Regions from separate parts of the Capra hircus genome. Here region 2 is linked to region 1. A link is a contact called in public Hi-C data. All regions are on one chromosome and are shown on one strand. The core of a region is the stretch at or near the end of the contact, and the rest is flanking DNA. Distances in the headings are between cores, read along the strand shown.

Region 1 (7,919 bases), core at 2,281-4,780:
AGGGTAAAGGGTTCCATTTTCTCCATATGTTCACCAATGTTTGTTACTTGTGTTCTTTTTGATGACAGCTCTTCTGACAGGTGTGATATCTCATTGTCATTTTTAATTTCTCTGATGAGTAAGTGTGTTGAGCATCTTTTCATATGCCTGTTGGCCATCTGTATTTCTTCTTTGGAAAAATGTGTATTCAGGTCTTCTGCCCATTTTTTAATCAAGTTGATAGTTTTTTTTTTTTAATTGAGTTGTATGAGCAGTTTATATATTTTGGATATTACCCTTTATTGGTCATATTATTTGCAAATATATTATTCCATTCAGTAGGTTGTCTTTTTGTCTTGTCAGTGATTCCCTTTGCTGTGCAAAAACTTTTAGATTAAATTAAATTTGTTTTTGCTTTTGTTTCTTCTGCCTTAGGAGAAAAAAAGTGCTTCAATTTATGTCAAAGAGTGTTCTGCCGATATTCTCTTCTAGAAGTTTCATGATTTCCATGGTTACATTTAGGTCTTTGGTCCATTTTGAGTTTAGTTTTGTATATGGTGTGAGAAAATGTTCCAATTTCAGTCTTTCACATATGGCTGTCCAGTTTCCCCAGCACCACTTGTTGAAGAAACTGTCTTTTTTCCATATATATTCTGCCTCCTTTATCATAGAGTAGTTGTGTGTGGGTTTATTTCTGGCTCTCTAGTTTGTTCCATTGATCTGTGTGTCTGTTTTTGTGTTAGTACCATGCTGTTTTGATTACTGTAGCTTTGTAAGTCAGGGAATATGCCCTTGTTTTATTTCAGCTTAAAAAAAAGTTAATATTTTTAGAAACTTTGCTGTGAACTGCAAAAAACAAGCAAGGTAACTTGTAGATCTTGCCTTCTGATAGCTTCCATTTATAGCGTAATGACCCTTCACTTTAGGTTAGTAAACTGGTCAACACTTACCTAATATATATTTTTTATGTCTCTTGTGCATAGGGAAGGAGAAATGACCCTTGCTTTGGGGTTGTCTCTGCTCCATGGAAGGCAGGAACACCCATTGTCTTATGTGTGTGCACTCATACAGTATGCTGTGTACAATCCTATAGTGTTGCGTGTTCTCACTCAATATTAAGCAAGTAAGAATTAGCATTCTTGAAAGTAGACCTTCTTGGTGTACTGAGAATCAGTCATGTCCTCATTCCTATGTTACTGTGAGTGCTTCAAGCATGGATGCCTCTTGAGAATGATATTCAGGGTCCAGGACTTACTTGTTCTTTTAAATGTTCCTGAAGGTAGATCATCATCAACTTCTGCTTGTGGGTCTGATTTTTGAAAGCCAAGTGTGTGAGTCATGGAAAGTAGGATAGATAAAGGTAGGTTATCATTGGTGAAGGAAATGGCCACCCACTCCAGTGTTCTTGCCTGGAGAATTCCATGGACAAGGAGCCTGGTGGGCTACAGTCCATGGAGTCGCAAAGAGTCAGACATGACTGAGAGGCTAACATTACATTATTATTATTATCATTCTAAGTGGTGCTGCTTTGAGTCAGAAGGAAAAGGTGTTAACCATGAGGTCAAAAGAGAGATTTCCTTATATAGCTCTTAGTGCTGGAGACCATTCTGAAGAGGTGTGCTCTAAGCATGTGAAGCCTTGCCTGAGGGTGGCTTCATAATAAATATGTAGCCTCCCTCCCAAGGCAATGACTTTGAAGGGCTACTCATTTGAATGTGTTATATTTGCTAACAAATAGATGAGTTTGTTCGGTAGTTATCATATAAAGCTTAATCTCTGGAGCAAGATTGCCTTGACTCAAGTTCTACCATTCATGGAGAATGGTATATACCTGTATATTCATGAGCTAGTTATTCAGACTCTCTGAGCTTTACTTTCTTCATCTGTAAAACAGACACAGTTATACCTACTTCATATTGTTATGAAGGATAAATGAGATCCCAGTGAAAAATGCTTAATGGGAAATGGAGTGAATATTGTTAGCTCTTACAGACCCGTCCCATTTCCCTTGGGTCATATTAGGAAGATGTCATTTAACCCAGGACAGGAGACTACCCACGTGACAAATGTGTGTTCAATTACGGCAGTCCTAGTCAGTGGTTGACACAAAGAATCATGTGAATCTGTTAGTCCTCAGCTGGGCATTTTGGCCTTTAGTTAACATAAACTGACTGGCTGGCTACTCAGTTGCTTATCGCCAAGGGGAAAAATCTAAGGGGGAGGAGGCAAGTTGAAAGCCTGACTCCTTGGCAATGGTACTAGGTGAGGAATTTGCTGAGGACTTCAGTTAAAGCCAAAAACCCAGCATCTTGTGACTGTTGGGAGAAGAAAAAGGAATAATTTAACTTGCGTTCTTCTTTATATTCAGAGAAATGTTTAATTTATGTTTCTGTCTTAAGTAGAGGCTTTTCCCTTGAGGGAGTAGTGGGGGTTGGGCCATACCACCTTTCTTCCTCAGCAGTCCTAGAGCTGGGTTGCAGGGTAGACACATTGCTGTCAATGTATGGGCCCCTTTTGCTCTTTCCCCTGCAAAACACCAGCCAGGACACAGCTCTATGCTGCCCTCCTGGGAGAGGGTGAAGCAGATACACTTGGACAGGAATGTCAGGGGAGAGTCTGTGCATTTGGTTCTTGAAAAAGGGTTATCTGTGTAGACGTTGGTTCTTTAGTGGGCGGTATGCTTGGCTATGTAGAGCACTTGAAAGGGCAGTTCCTTTCCCACACACTGTACAGGCACCAGACATTTCACTTTGTTCTAAGCAGGGGTTCAGTAAGAGTTTCTGGGGCCCATCCCACCTCCTGTGTCTGGAGGCAAGGAAGCTGACTGCCCAGGTTCAGGTTGCCATCCCCAAACCTCCATTTTGTTGGTGCAGCCTCAGTACAAAACTGAGTACCACATTAATTCACCAAGGAAGAGGTGCCATGTGCCCAGCATATCCGGGAACACTTTGGAGATGGTGAGCCTGAGATGGAGATGGGATGAGTGAATGTGTTTTCAGTCTCCTGGGATCTCTTTGCAGGTCTATAACTTGACCCAGGAGTTCTTCCGGCATGGTAAACCAGTTAACGCTGAGAGTCAGAACAGCGTGGGGGTGTTCACCCGAGAGGAGGTGCGCAACCGCATCAGGGATGACCCTGATGATCCAGAGGCCACCAAGCGCCTGAAACTCGCCATGATCCAACAGTACCTGAAGGTATCTTTGCCATCTCGGAGCTCTGTTGAGTACAAATGCCAGAATGAGAAAGACTGACCCTGGGGAAGTTGGGTCCGAGGAGGGCAGCACTGCCCTAAAGTCCTGCTTCTATCCCTGCCCAGCCTTGGCGGTCACCTGGCTCCCCTCTGGCTCTTCCCACAGGTGGAAAGCTGTGAGAGTAGCTCGCACAGCATGGATGAGGTGTCCCTGAGCGCCTTTGGGGAATGGACTGAGATTCCTGGTGCCCACCACGTCATCCCCTCGGGCTTCATGCGGGTTGTGGAGCTGCTGGCTGAGGGCCTCCCAGCCCACGTCATCCAGCTGGGGAAACCCGTCCGTTGTGTTCACTGGGACCAGGCCTCATCCCGCCCGCGGGGCCCTGAGATTGAGCCCCGGGATGAGGGTGACCATAATCATGATGCCGGGGAGGGCAGTCAGGGTGGAGAGGAGCCCCGGGAGGAGAGGCAGGATGAGGATGAGCAGTGGCCAGTGGTGGTGGAGTGCGAGGACTGCGAGGTGATCCCGGCAGACCATGTGATCGTGACCGTGTCACTGGGCGTGCTCAAGAGGCAGCATGCCAGCTTCTTTCGGCCAGGCCTGCCCGCCGAGAAGGTGGCTGCCATCCACCGACTGGGCATCGGCACCACTGACAAGATCTTTCTAGAATTCGAGGAGCCCTTCTGGGGCCCTGAGTGCAACAGCCTACGGTTTGTGTGGGAGGACGAGGCGGAGAGCTGCACGCTCACCTACCCGCCCGAGCTTTGGTACCGCAAGATCTGTGGCTTTGATGTCCTCTACCCTCCTGAGCGCTATGGCCATGTGCTGAGTGGCTGGATCTGTGGGGAGGAGGCCCTTGTCATGGAGAAGTGTGATGACGAGGCAGTGGCCGAGATCTGCACAGAGATGCTTCGGCAGTTCACAGGTGCGTCCCTGTCTTGTCCTGCCGCCGGCTCAACAGGTCTCGCTCTGTCTGTCCTCCTCCTCTAGACCCTCTGAGTCTCCTGAACCAGTACTAGCATCCTCATCCCCAGGTTGTGAAACTGAGGTGGTACACCCCTTGGGAGAGATACTGTAGGGCACTGTGTCTTGGCTTTGGCCTCCTAAATTGCAAGCTCTCTCCATTTGGAATTTGAGACACTCAAGATCACAGGGTCTGTGTTTCTTCTCTGTTTCTAAGGCTGATGGTGAAAAACTCAGATATCACCCCAAAACCTCAGATTGCCCACTTCCTACTCATGTTGTCTTGCTAAGAGATGGATTTGTGGTGGTTTTGTCTGATTTTTAGTCGAACATGTTTCCTGCACTATCCGAGAAGAGCCCCACAAGAACGCCTGAAGTTGGAAGGGGGAACGTGATTATCTGGGATGTTTTTCAGATAGGAAAATTAAGGCCCACAGAGAGGAGGTGTTTTCTGGGGATTACAAGGAGACATTGAGGGGTATATACCTTGAACCCCAGCCTCCCTCCCTCCCTTCTTCATGCCTGGCCTTCCTGGAGCCCCCGAGGTACAATGGGAGTTGTCTGCTCAGGAGTGTCTTCTGTGTGCAGCCATTTCTTATCCTCCTTCCCCTTGGCTCTTCTCACTCCCCAACAGGGAACCCCAATATCCCAAAGCCTCGGCGAATCCTGCGCTCGGCCTGGGGCAGCAACCCCTACTTCCGGGGATCCTATTCATACACACAGGTGGGCTCAAGTGGGGCAGATGTGGAGAAGCTGGCCAAGCCCCTGCCGTACACGGAGAGCTCCAAGACAGCGGTGAGTGTGGGTGTGCTGGGTATGTGAGGGGCTGCGGGGTGAGGGTTCTTTGAGGGGTGGGTGTTTTGTATGTGTGTTTGGTCCAGGGGAGGAGTGCCAAGGTAAGATAGGTGGAGTAGGACCTGTAATGATGGAGAAAACAAGAAAAAGTGCACTTAACACCTGGAAGAACAAACAGAGTCAAACTAGGATATCTTAAATGCTTTCTTACAGTTATAAAAATAACAGACTTTTAATTCTGTGCTGTCCACTGTGGTAGCCGTTAGCCACATTTAATTTAATTCAAATCCAAAGTAATAAATACAACATTTTGTTCCTCAGTTGCATTAGCCAGCATTCTGTCTGTTGGGCAGCACTGACCCGGTACGTTTTGCTTATTTCCCCCAATTTGTTTTAGGAAATAAAACAAAATACTGACCTTCCCCCAAATTATAGTAACTATATAGTAAAGCACATAGAAAAATAATAAATTGAAATTATCTATATATATTTCTGCTCCTATAAAGTAGATTTTGAGTCCCCCCCACCAAGCATACCCATACAATAAATGTTAAAACCCCAACAAAATTATATTTAAAATAATTCTCTGGTGTAATTGATGAGGAAGATTGCAGAGCAATGTGTTGTGCCTGTCCTGGCTGTGCTTAGGAAGGGCTACTGCTATAGCCATCCTCCTTCTCTTGTCCCCTGCATCAGTTAGGATTAGCGCATATAACAAAAAGCAAAACAAACTTTGATTTAAACAAGACAGAAATTTACTTAGGTCACACAAAAGGAAATCTGGAGGTAGATGTTGGGGCCCAGTATCAGTAGATCCTGGCTCCATCTTCCAGGCCACCTTGTGACCCAAGAGGGCTGTGGAGGCTGTTGCTCTCGTTCTCCTGTCTGTGACAGGCTGATGAGTGAAAGAAGGGAACCCTTGGGAAGAGTCAGTGTCCCTAAGCAACAATGCACTTGAAGTTGATTGGCTAGAATGTAGTCACATGACTCTACCAGCTGCTAGAGAGACTGGGATACATCTTTTTTTTTCCCCCTGGATGGCAGTGGTGGTGGCTTGGTCGCTAAGTCATGTCCAACTCTTGCGACCCCATGTAGTCTGCCAGGCTCTTCTGTCCATGGACCCAGTTAAATGTCAGGATTTTTGTTACTGAGGAGAAAGAGAAAGGATGTGGAGCAGGCGGCTTGCCCTCTGCCACAATATGTGCCTCCCTTTCAGCTTAACCACTTCTGCAGGCTCTTTATTGGTGGGTTAAAACCTCACTACTCAAGATGGGTGGTCCATGGACCAGCAGCACTGGCACCATGTGGGAGCATATTAGACATGCAGACTTGCAGCTCACCCCAGACCTGATGAATGAAAACCTCATTCTACAAGGTCCCCAACTGGTACCTGACACATTCAGCTTGAGGTATATTGGAGTAAAATCCAAATGCAAGCTTGGAATGCAAGCATTTGTTCTATGCTTGGACCCCACCTAAACAGCCTGCTTTCTTGATGTTAAGCTTGGCTCTGCCAAAATTTTCACCATCTCCTAGACAAGGCCTAGGAGATGCATTTTTGCCCCCATTTTTCCTTCTTCCTGAAACATCCTTTGCCTGTTTATTTATCCAGCATCTTCTGAGAAGAAGCCCAAAGGTCCTGTCCTCTGGGAAGCTTTGTGTGATCTCCCTGACAGAGGGCCTCTTTTCTGGGCTCTCAGCACCTCGCCCAAACACCCATCGCGTCACGTATGATGCCATTTAGTAATTGGGTTTCGTGTCTGGCTTCCCCACCAGCAAGGAAGCTCCTCAAAGCAGCTGCCTGGTCACCTTTTATCTTCCAAGTGCCCAGAACAGTCCCTGGAACCTAATAGGGGCTCCATAAAGGTTTGTTAAATTACTGCCTAACTTTATCGAGTTCTTATATTCTTTCAGGTTCTGAGTCCTTTAGATACATCATTTCACTTAATCCTCACAGTCACCCTCAGAAGTAGATGGTATAAACTCATTTTGGAGATGAAGAAATCAAAGCTTAGGGAGGTTAAATCATTCCCCAAGTTCACTAGTAAGAGGCAGTGTGAATTTCTGAAACTGTAGAGCCAGGACTCACAAAAACCTCAGAGGAAAAAGGACTGAGGCCGGATGTTTGGGGAAGAAGCAGGGGAAGATGGGCAGGTGGGATGGACAGCTCCTCATCCTGTGGAAATAGCAATACCTGCATCTCAGATGCCCGCCTATTCCTTTCTAACTTGTAGTATGGATGGGGATTCTGGGGCAGACAGGTAGCTTTTCTTGCTCCTCCATCTTCACTTCCCTGTCCCCCTGCCCAGCCTATGCAGGTGCTGTTCTCAGGTGAGGCCACGCATCGCAAGTACTATTCCACCACCCATGGTGCTCTGCTCTCTGGCCAGCGTGAGGCTGCCCGTCTCATTGAGATGTACCGAGACCTCTTCCAGCAGGGGACCTGAGTGCCTCATTGCTGCCGAGCGTGTTCCTTAAAGAACCACTAACTCGTGACTGCCAGCCCTGCCCCTCGCTGCTGTGTACTCCTCATTTCTGAATCCTCTGTAGAATGGATTTGTATCTTTTGTAGAGCTAGACATCTGACTGGCTTCAGACCTGGCCCTATAGCTTCTTCTTTTCTCCTTCCTGGGTGGCGACCAGGGTGGGGTCCGTTGACTTACCTCTGTGCTCTGATCTCTGACCTCCCTCTGCTTCCCCTCATCTCTAACCTTGTTATTGTAAGTGCCTTCAATACTTTGCATTTTGGGATAATAAAAGAGGCTTGCCCTTCCTGTGCTCCTCAGCTTCTCTCTTCCATTTTTCTTAGCCTCGTGTGTGTGCGTGTGTGTGCATGTGTGTGTATGTATGTCTTTGTGTGTTTGTCATATCTTCTTCGAGGGGATAATGGGGCCAGCTGTGGTCTGATTATACCCCTAGAAAGGAAGATGCCTGCCTTTAGTGGAAGGGGCATCCTCTCACCCCAATCTGTTTGTGATTGTTTCCCTTCCT
Region 2 (7,919 bases), core at 2,295-4,794, 100 kb before region 1:
GAGGCCGCCAGCTGCTAATGGGTGGGACCGGGTACTTGTGTGACTGGCTGTATGACCCAGGGAATCCCAATCCTGACCTGCTGGTGGGCAGAGCCCAGTCACATGGTGGCTGATTGCAGGGGGTGGAGGTCGGGGGCGGGGGGTGGTGGTGGTGGTGGTGGTGGGTGGGCAGGAGGTCCTGGGACTAGTCTCAGCCTACCAGTTCAGTTCAGTTCAGTTCAGTCACTCAGTCATGTCCGACTCTTTGTGACCCCATGAATCACAGCATGCCAGGCCTCCCTGTCCATCACCAACTCCTGGAGTTCACTCAGACTCACGTCCATCGAGTCAGTGATGCCATCCAGCCATCTCATCCTCTGTCGTCCCCTTCTCCTCCTGCCCCCAATCCCTCCCAGCATCAAAGTCTTTTCCAATGAGTCAACTCTTCCCATGAGGTGGCCAAAGTACTGGAGTTTCAGCTTTAGCATCATTCCTTCCAAAGAAATCCCAGGGCTGATCTCCTTCAGAATGGACTGGTTGGATCTCCTTGCAGTCCAAGGGACCTTCAAGAGTCTTCTCCAACACCACAGTTCCAAAGCATCAATTCTTCAGCACTCAGCCTTCTTCACAGTCCAACTCTCACATCCATACATGACTACTGGGAAAACCATAGCCTTGACTAGACTGACCTTAGTTGGCAAAGTAATGTCTCTGCTTTTGAATATGCTATCTAGGTTGGTCATAACTTTTCTTCCAAGGAGTAAGCATCTTTTAATTTCATGGCTGCAGTCACCATCTGCAGTGGTGGAGTCAAACCCTAGGGTCTCTGGTGGGCAGGCAAGGTTCCAGGATTCCTGTGGGGCACAAGGGTGTTTATGGCAGCTGGCCCAGGTGGCGCTAGTGGTAAAGAACCCACCTGCCAATGCAGGAGACATAAGAGATGTGGGTTCAATCCCTGGGTCAGGAAGATCCTCGCATGGCAACCCACTCTACTATTCTTGCCTAGAGAAACCCACGGACAGAGGAGCCTGGTGGGCTATAGTCCATAGAGTTGCAAAGAGTCAAATACAACTGAAACGACTTAGCATGGCCTGCTGATGAGTTTGGCTGTGTCCCATACAGCTAGCTGCTTGGCCTGGAGGGTACCAGGACTGGTGCTTACTGGCTTATGGCCAAGGCCTGGTCTCAGCCCTAATAAGCTGGAGGAATAACTCCAAAATGCTGCTTGCCAGTACCAGTGTCTTTGAGGTAGGAAGAGCTCCCCCAAATTGCTGTCATCAGCATCTATGTTCCTAGGGTATGCTTCATTTCCTCCCTGCCTCTCTGAGAGTCTCTCCCAGATCAGCAAGTGGGTCTGATCTAGTTTCTTTTGAAATTACTGCTTCTGCTCTGGGTCTCATAGCATGTAAAATTTTGTGTGCGCCTTTTAAGTTGCTCATAAGAACTGGCAATTCAGCAACCTGAGTAGCCATGGTGGTCTTAGATTGCAGAATCCGAGACATGTAAGATGGGCTGAAACACCTCTGCAGTGACTCCTGGAGGAGTTATGCTCACAAGCAGCATATGGGCCCACTACACAATTTCACTAATGATTTTATTCTTGACAAGTTCAACTTAAAATGGGCAACAGAATCTCAAAAATAGAAGAAAAGGGTTGTCAGAAAGCCAACTTCTGACTAACACTCCAGTCAGATTCATGTACAATATGTACAGACCTCATACTTGCAAGTCTCTAGTTAATTGGGGAATGTATACTAAAGGAGATATTAACTTAAAATGGCCACATTTAGATTATTTTGATATTCCAAAATTTATATTTTTGTCCACACAAGTAGAAAAAGCTGGCTGTGCTTTCTTTGATTGGTATCTAGAAGCTTCTAAAAGAAGAAATGCTAGAATAACTTCTTTGCACTGTATAATTGTAAGAGATCTGATTTCGGTATTGACCATCTGGTGATGTCCATGTGTAGAGTCATCTCTTGTGTTTTTGGAAGAGGGTGTTTGCTATGACCAGTGCATCCTCTTGGCAAAACTCTGTTAGCCTTTTCTGATATGGTTTCAAGCAATAAGAAATTGCTTGAAACCATATCAGAACTAAAAAAGGTTGCTAACACTGTGTTGGCTATGACTAGTGTGTTCTCTTGGCAAAACTCTCTTAGCCTTTTCTGATATAGTTTCAAGCAATATCAGGACTGAAAAAGGCTGCTAACACTAACTCTGCCAGCTCCCAGGTCTAGTGGAGCTGGGAAGTCACTTTTGGTATTTATGCTATTTGGCTTTTGATTTCTGGGCATCACTTTGCCATCTTTTGGGGGTACTCTTGCCACTTGGCTTTTGATTTCTGGGCATCTCTTTACCTTTTGTTTTATTTGGAGTGTGACTCCCGGCTGGTGAGGTTCTGGTTTTGTTTTGTTTTGTTGGTTTGAGCACACAGGTATCTGGTTCAAACTGCTCAAGCTAACATGGGAAGTGCTTCCTCTGAGTTTCCACACCCCACCTGGAAACTCTTTGGAAAAATTTTTAAATGACTGGTCAGCCTATATGTATGATCCAAGGATAAGAAAAAATGGCCTAAAAAATTAGCTCTTTATTGACATAGTATAAGAAAATGGACCAAAGTTCCTTTATGTCTAGGAGTTTCTCTTATAATCAACAGCCTGGGGTTGATTAAACTAAGTCCCCCCACCCCCACTTCCCCAGAGGGACAATCCCTGCTGGGACCAATCTGCCTTGTTAGCAGGGTCAATTTGAGCACTATCTGGTCTAAATTTTGACTACTAAGACTGTGGTTGCAATCAGTCAGGGTCTAGGGTCGCAAAGAGTCAGACATGATTGAGCAACTAAGCACAGCACTCTGTTTCCTATTGCTCTCTGGCCCCATTGACCTTCAAAGCAAAATGTTCTGTAGGCTCTTTTCCTGATGCAGGATCCCTAGGCTGGGGAGCCTAGAGTGGGCCTTGGACCCCTCACTCCTTAATGAGAATCATTGCAACTGTGATTATCCTTCTGTTTGTGGACTGCCTTTCTGGAGATGTGAGTCTTGAGAAAACTGTCTCCATACCTCCTACTTGACTCATTGTGGCACCTTCTTTATGTCTTCAGTTGTAGAAGATATTTTCTTCTAATCTCTGGGTCATTCTCATTAATAGTGCTGTGTAAATAGTTGTCACTTCAGTGTGTCCAGGGAAGGGGGTGAGCTCAGCATCTTCCTACTTTGCCCCTTGGCCTCTTCTCTTGGCTTTTTTACCCTGAGGAGGAGCTGTGCATGTTGTCTAGGCTGTGGGGCCCACAGCTGCCCTTTTGGTGGCTGGCACAGCTTCCCTCCCCTGATGTCTCATTCTCCAAGTCTTGGTCAGGCAGCAAATGCACATCTTATGATCATGTCCCTCTGGTTTCCAGGTCCCAGATGGTGAGGGAAAGGAATGAGGGCTCACTAGTTGTCTCACTTTGCCTTCTTTTCTGCTGCATCTTCATCAGGAAAACTTTAAATGAGGGCTGGGCTGTATGATGCCCTTCAGCTTCCAAGAAGATCCATGCCAGAACCCCAGCTCCCCTGCTCTTCAAAGCTATTTTTGTATGTTGTAAACAGATTCCAAGAGTATCAAGTTGTGGGACAACCTGCCTCAAGCCTCCTTGGTCTGGTCTAAACTTCGCTCTTTGCCTCATCCACTCTACATGTTATCTGCAGCCTGTAGATTCTATCATGGGGATTACCACCAGCCCCCTGCCCATTCAAATTGTGTACTATTAGGACTCTCACAAGTGTCTGTGTCTGCAGTTCCAGGCATTTGCAGAATAGTGGAAGCTCTAGGGCTCCCCCACTGCTGTCTCCCTCTCTTTTCAAGGCCTCATACCCCTTATTAAGTCTTCTCCAGAACCGCCCTTTGGATACAATCTCTCAGCAATTGTAACTGGTGCCCACCCACATTACTGGACAGCTTTAATATATCAGAAGGGCACAAGGTTCCCATATTCTGAATTGATGATGGGGATTTATTCCCCCAACATGTTCTTAAGTGGTTTGACAGATAGCCCAGGATGAGCTGCTTGTATGGTGTAGGCACCTGGAGGAGGTGGGGTGGGTGTGGGTGGGGAGACAGCTCTTTGCATCACGGGTGGTAGGGGGGGTGGGTCATCATGCATCAGGCCCATCTGCTTTGCTTGTAGCCCTTTCCTAATCCTCAGGAAAGAAGACATGGGGCAGACTCTCTCCAGATCTTGGAGAGAGTTTCACTTCTTTTTCTCTTCCCTCCCTCCTTCCTTCCCTCTCTCATGTCTTCACCTTGACCCATGCACCTGATTCAAAAAGCCTCTGACCCCTGTTTTGGCCATGGAAATAGTTTACAATAGGAAAGGAAAACTATCTGTCTCCATCAGACCTAGGTGTCTGCCACAGAATGAAATACAGTGAAGACATGAAGATTATTGGTCTGTTGATGGGGTTTTACCATAATGTTGTCTTTTTTTTTTTTTTTTTTTTTTTTTTTTTTACTGTCTTCTTGGGCATCATTATGGACAGGAGGCAAAACAGAGATTCTGAGTCAGCCCTCTACCCACAACGCTGTCTGCCAGGGGCCTTTATTTTGATGGAATGAAATGTTTTCTGTCCTTGGGGGATCTGCACAGACTGAGTCTTATTATAGAGCCTTGAACTTCTCAGTTCAGTTCAGTTCAGTTCAGTCGCTCAGTCGTGTCTGACTCTTTGCGACCCCATGAATTGCAGCACGCCAGGCCTCCCTGTCCATCACCATCTCCTGGAGTTCACTCAGACTCACGTCCATCGAGTCAGTGATGCCATCCAGCCATCTCATCCTGGGTTGTCCCCTTCTCCTCCTGCCCCCAATCTCTCCCAGCATCAGAGTCTTTACCAATGAGTCAACTCTTCTCATGAGGTGTCCAAAGTACTGGAGCTTCAGCTTTAGCATCATTCCTTCCAAAGAAATCCCAGGGTTGATCTCCTTCAGAATGGACTGGTTGGATCTCCTTGCAGTCCAAGGGACCTTCAAGAGTCTTCTCCAACACCACAGTTCAAATGCATCAATTCTCGAACTTCTCAGGGGCCCAATATTGAGTTTTGGGTAGAGATGAGCAAAGAGCACCATGTCAGAGAAGTAGTGGGATCAATGAGTCACAGAAGCTTCAGAAGGGCACATGGTAAGGCCATGAGAATGGGCAAGAGAGCACGAGATCTCCCAGATGCTGGGGTCTAGCATCTCATAAATGGTGCTTTAAGGGTTAAGATCACTTCTGAGACTAAGAAACCCAAGCTCAGAAGGGTTTTTGAGGGAGGCCAGAGGGAGCATCTGGAGAAGGCAATGGCTACCCACTCCAATACTTTTGTCTGGAGAATCCCATGGACGGAGGAGCCTGGTAGGCTGCAGTCCATGGGGTCGTGAAGAGTCGGACACAGCTGAACGACTTCACTTTCACTTTTCACTTTCATGCATTGGAGAAGGAAATGGCAACCCACTCCAGTGTTCTTGCCTAGAGAATCCCAGGGATGGGGGAGCCTGGTGGGCTGCAGTCTATGGAGTTGCACAGAGTTGGACATGACTGATGTGATTTAGCAGCAGCAGCAGCAGCAGAGGGAGCATTGAGGGGCTGTGCATGCTAAATTGCTTCAGTTGTGTCTGACTCTTTGTGACCGAATGGGCTGTAGCCCATCAGGCTCCTTTGTCCACAGGATTCTCCAGGCAAGGATACTGGAGTGGGTTGCCATGCCCTTCTCCAGGGGATCTTTCTGACCCAGGGATCGAACCCACATCACTTATGTCTCCTACATTGGCAGGTGTGTTCTTTACCAGCAGTGCCACTGTGAAGCCAAAATGACCTGCCCATATTGAGGGACCAACCCTCACCTAGTCGGAGGACCCAACCCAAGCAAATTCCAAAGGCCAGAAAAGATGCTGACTGAACCTAGCTCCAGACACTCTAGAATATAATCAGATTTCTTTGGCTTAGGAAGCTTAGGGGCTGGCCTGAAGGGTAGTTGGGATGCTAAAGAAGCAGCATTAAAAGCGAGGAACAAGATGAAATGTATTAAAGCCAATCTTGGGAAAGGAAAGTTCAAACTGTGGGCAGAGGAGAACAGCACAAAGTCCAGGTAGCCAGGGATATTTGAAAGACCAGAGGACAGTGGGCTAAGTAGCAATGGTTATATACACTTGTATCATTCGCTTTTGCTGTGTAACAAACTATCTCCAAACTTAGATTATAACTGTGTTTGATGGTAGAACTGCAGAGGTACCCCCAGGGGAGCCAGGTAAAGGTGAATTGTTTTTCTCTGAAGAGGAAGAAGCTTTTGAGATAGATATTGAACAGCACACATTAGCCAAATCTCTAAGAGCAAAATATGTTCTAGCTGCTCGTTGGATTTAATCAGTCATTTAAATATTGGATATGGGGATCTTATTGGGCAAGACCATAATATTAAGTTTACGGTACTCCATTGTGAGGGAGTACCATAATTCTTTCTAGGTTAATTCTTTCTGGGTTCATGTACAACTGTTAAATGGAAAATCAGTGTGGAGAATCCACCTCTTCTCTAAAAAAAGTCTTGTATGATCCTTGAAAGTCCTGTTTAATTTATACTGGGGCCATGTTAATATTTTAAATGGAAGGGGAGAGGGAGGTCTATTGGTTCCATTTCCCAAGCTGATTTTAAGTGCCAATGACTTAATTTAATTGTATCACTCATTGGGTGAGAGCATGCATGCCCTCTGTGGAATATTTTAGAACAATGGGTGTTATGATTGTGGAAAATATAGTCAAGGCAATAGTTCTTATGGCTAAGGTGAAGCACACCTGTTTCTTCTCTATTTTATGTTTAGTGACCCACCCCCCCCTAAGATTATAGGGCATATCTCATTTAAATTTAGTGGGATTCTCTGGTCTAAGTATAATTTGAACTCTAGTCTTAAAGAGTGAAAGTGTGCCAATTGGTGCTTTTCAGCAGATGTGAATGTTAATCCAGGACCCATGTTGCAGATGTGCAAAAACCAATTGGCACCTTTATATCTTGTCACTGTATATATTCTTTCCGTATATATCTTTTTGCAAATTTTGGATTTCCAATCAGATCATTTCCAATTTCTCCCCCTGTATCCAGGTATTTGGGGGGGGATGGAGGTGGTTATTGAGTATACTTTGGGGCTGACCTCCTCTACCTTTCTCATTTTTATCAGTTTCTACCTCTATGGAGCCTCAAATCAGCATCATCAGGGTTAGAGGCCTCCTCCATGGCAACTGTCACCTTATTGGCTAAGGAACCGCAGCCTAAGAAGGGAGCAGAGTTGTGTTGATAAGATATCACACTCAATTGATGCCAGAGTCTTTTTGGTCCCTTTTACAGTTGTTCAATAGGGTCATGGTGTCCTCTAGCCCCTTAAGAGGGGCAAGGATAAAGTATTTGAGGCACTTTTCACAAGAAACTGTTCCTTGGGGTGCCATGGTGTCTTTCCCATCAACTTTTGCATTGACAGCAGCAGCAGAAGTACTTGAAGCTCATAGGGTCCTAGTGAGCCATCTGCTTTTAGGAATGTGGTCCTCAGCAAGCCACATAGTGACTGTCTCTTTCACACGAGTGAGCATCATTGGGTCTGACCATCACTCAGGGCATTGGTCACACAACCATAGTTATAGTGTAAGAGTCGTTCCCCTGAGCCTAGTGTCAGCTGTGGTTTTTGCTGCAATTGTGACATAACAATTCAATGATAATATGTTACATACAATTACATTCAATTATGTACATACATACAAAGACATGCAATTCAATGATTATATAAGACATACAATTCAATTATATATATATGTGTGTGTGTGTATTGTGTACCTTGGCTAGGATATAGGACAATGCAGGACCATTTTAAGTAGGGCCCCAATCTCACAGCTCTATTCCTAAATGCCAACAATTGAAACTTCTTAACATGGTCTAGTAAAAT

What was found. A called contact is a pair of places that touch in the nucleus more often than the background predicts.
Region 2: a Hi-C map of blood shows a contact between it and region 1, with 4 times the contacts expected there. The contact joins two enhancer-like sites. A contact is called at or near these places in 2 of 5 Hi-C or Micro-C datasets (blood and liver).

The regions. Positions count from the first base shown.
Region 1 is chr13:50,305,217-50,313,135 of ARS1.2, reverse strand. SMOX (spermine oxidase) reads left to right here. Exons shown (of 7, transcript XM_018057379.1): 4 at 3,000-3,173; 5 at 3,336-4,095; 6 at 4,768-4,928; 7 at 7,238-7,734. The coding sequence ends at 7,375. Among named protein-coding and RNA genes, the nearest start is that of SMOX, 32 kb to the left of the region's middle. Within about 2 kb of position 3,530, at least 1 of the 5 cell types and tissues checked has an H3K27ac peak or open chromatin away from gene starts, as enhancers often do.
Region 2 is chr13:50,405,441-50,413,359 of ARS1.2, reverse strand. No RefSeq gene overlaps it. Among named protein-coding and RNA genes, the nearest start is that of SMOX, 68 kb to the right of the region's middle. Within about 2 kb of position 3,544, at least 1 of the 5 cell types and tissues checked has an H3K27ac peak or open chromatin away from gene starts, as enhancers often do.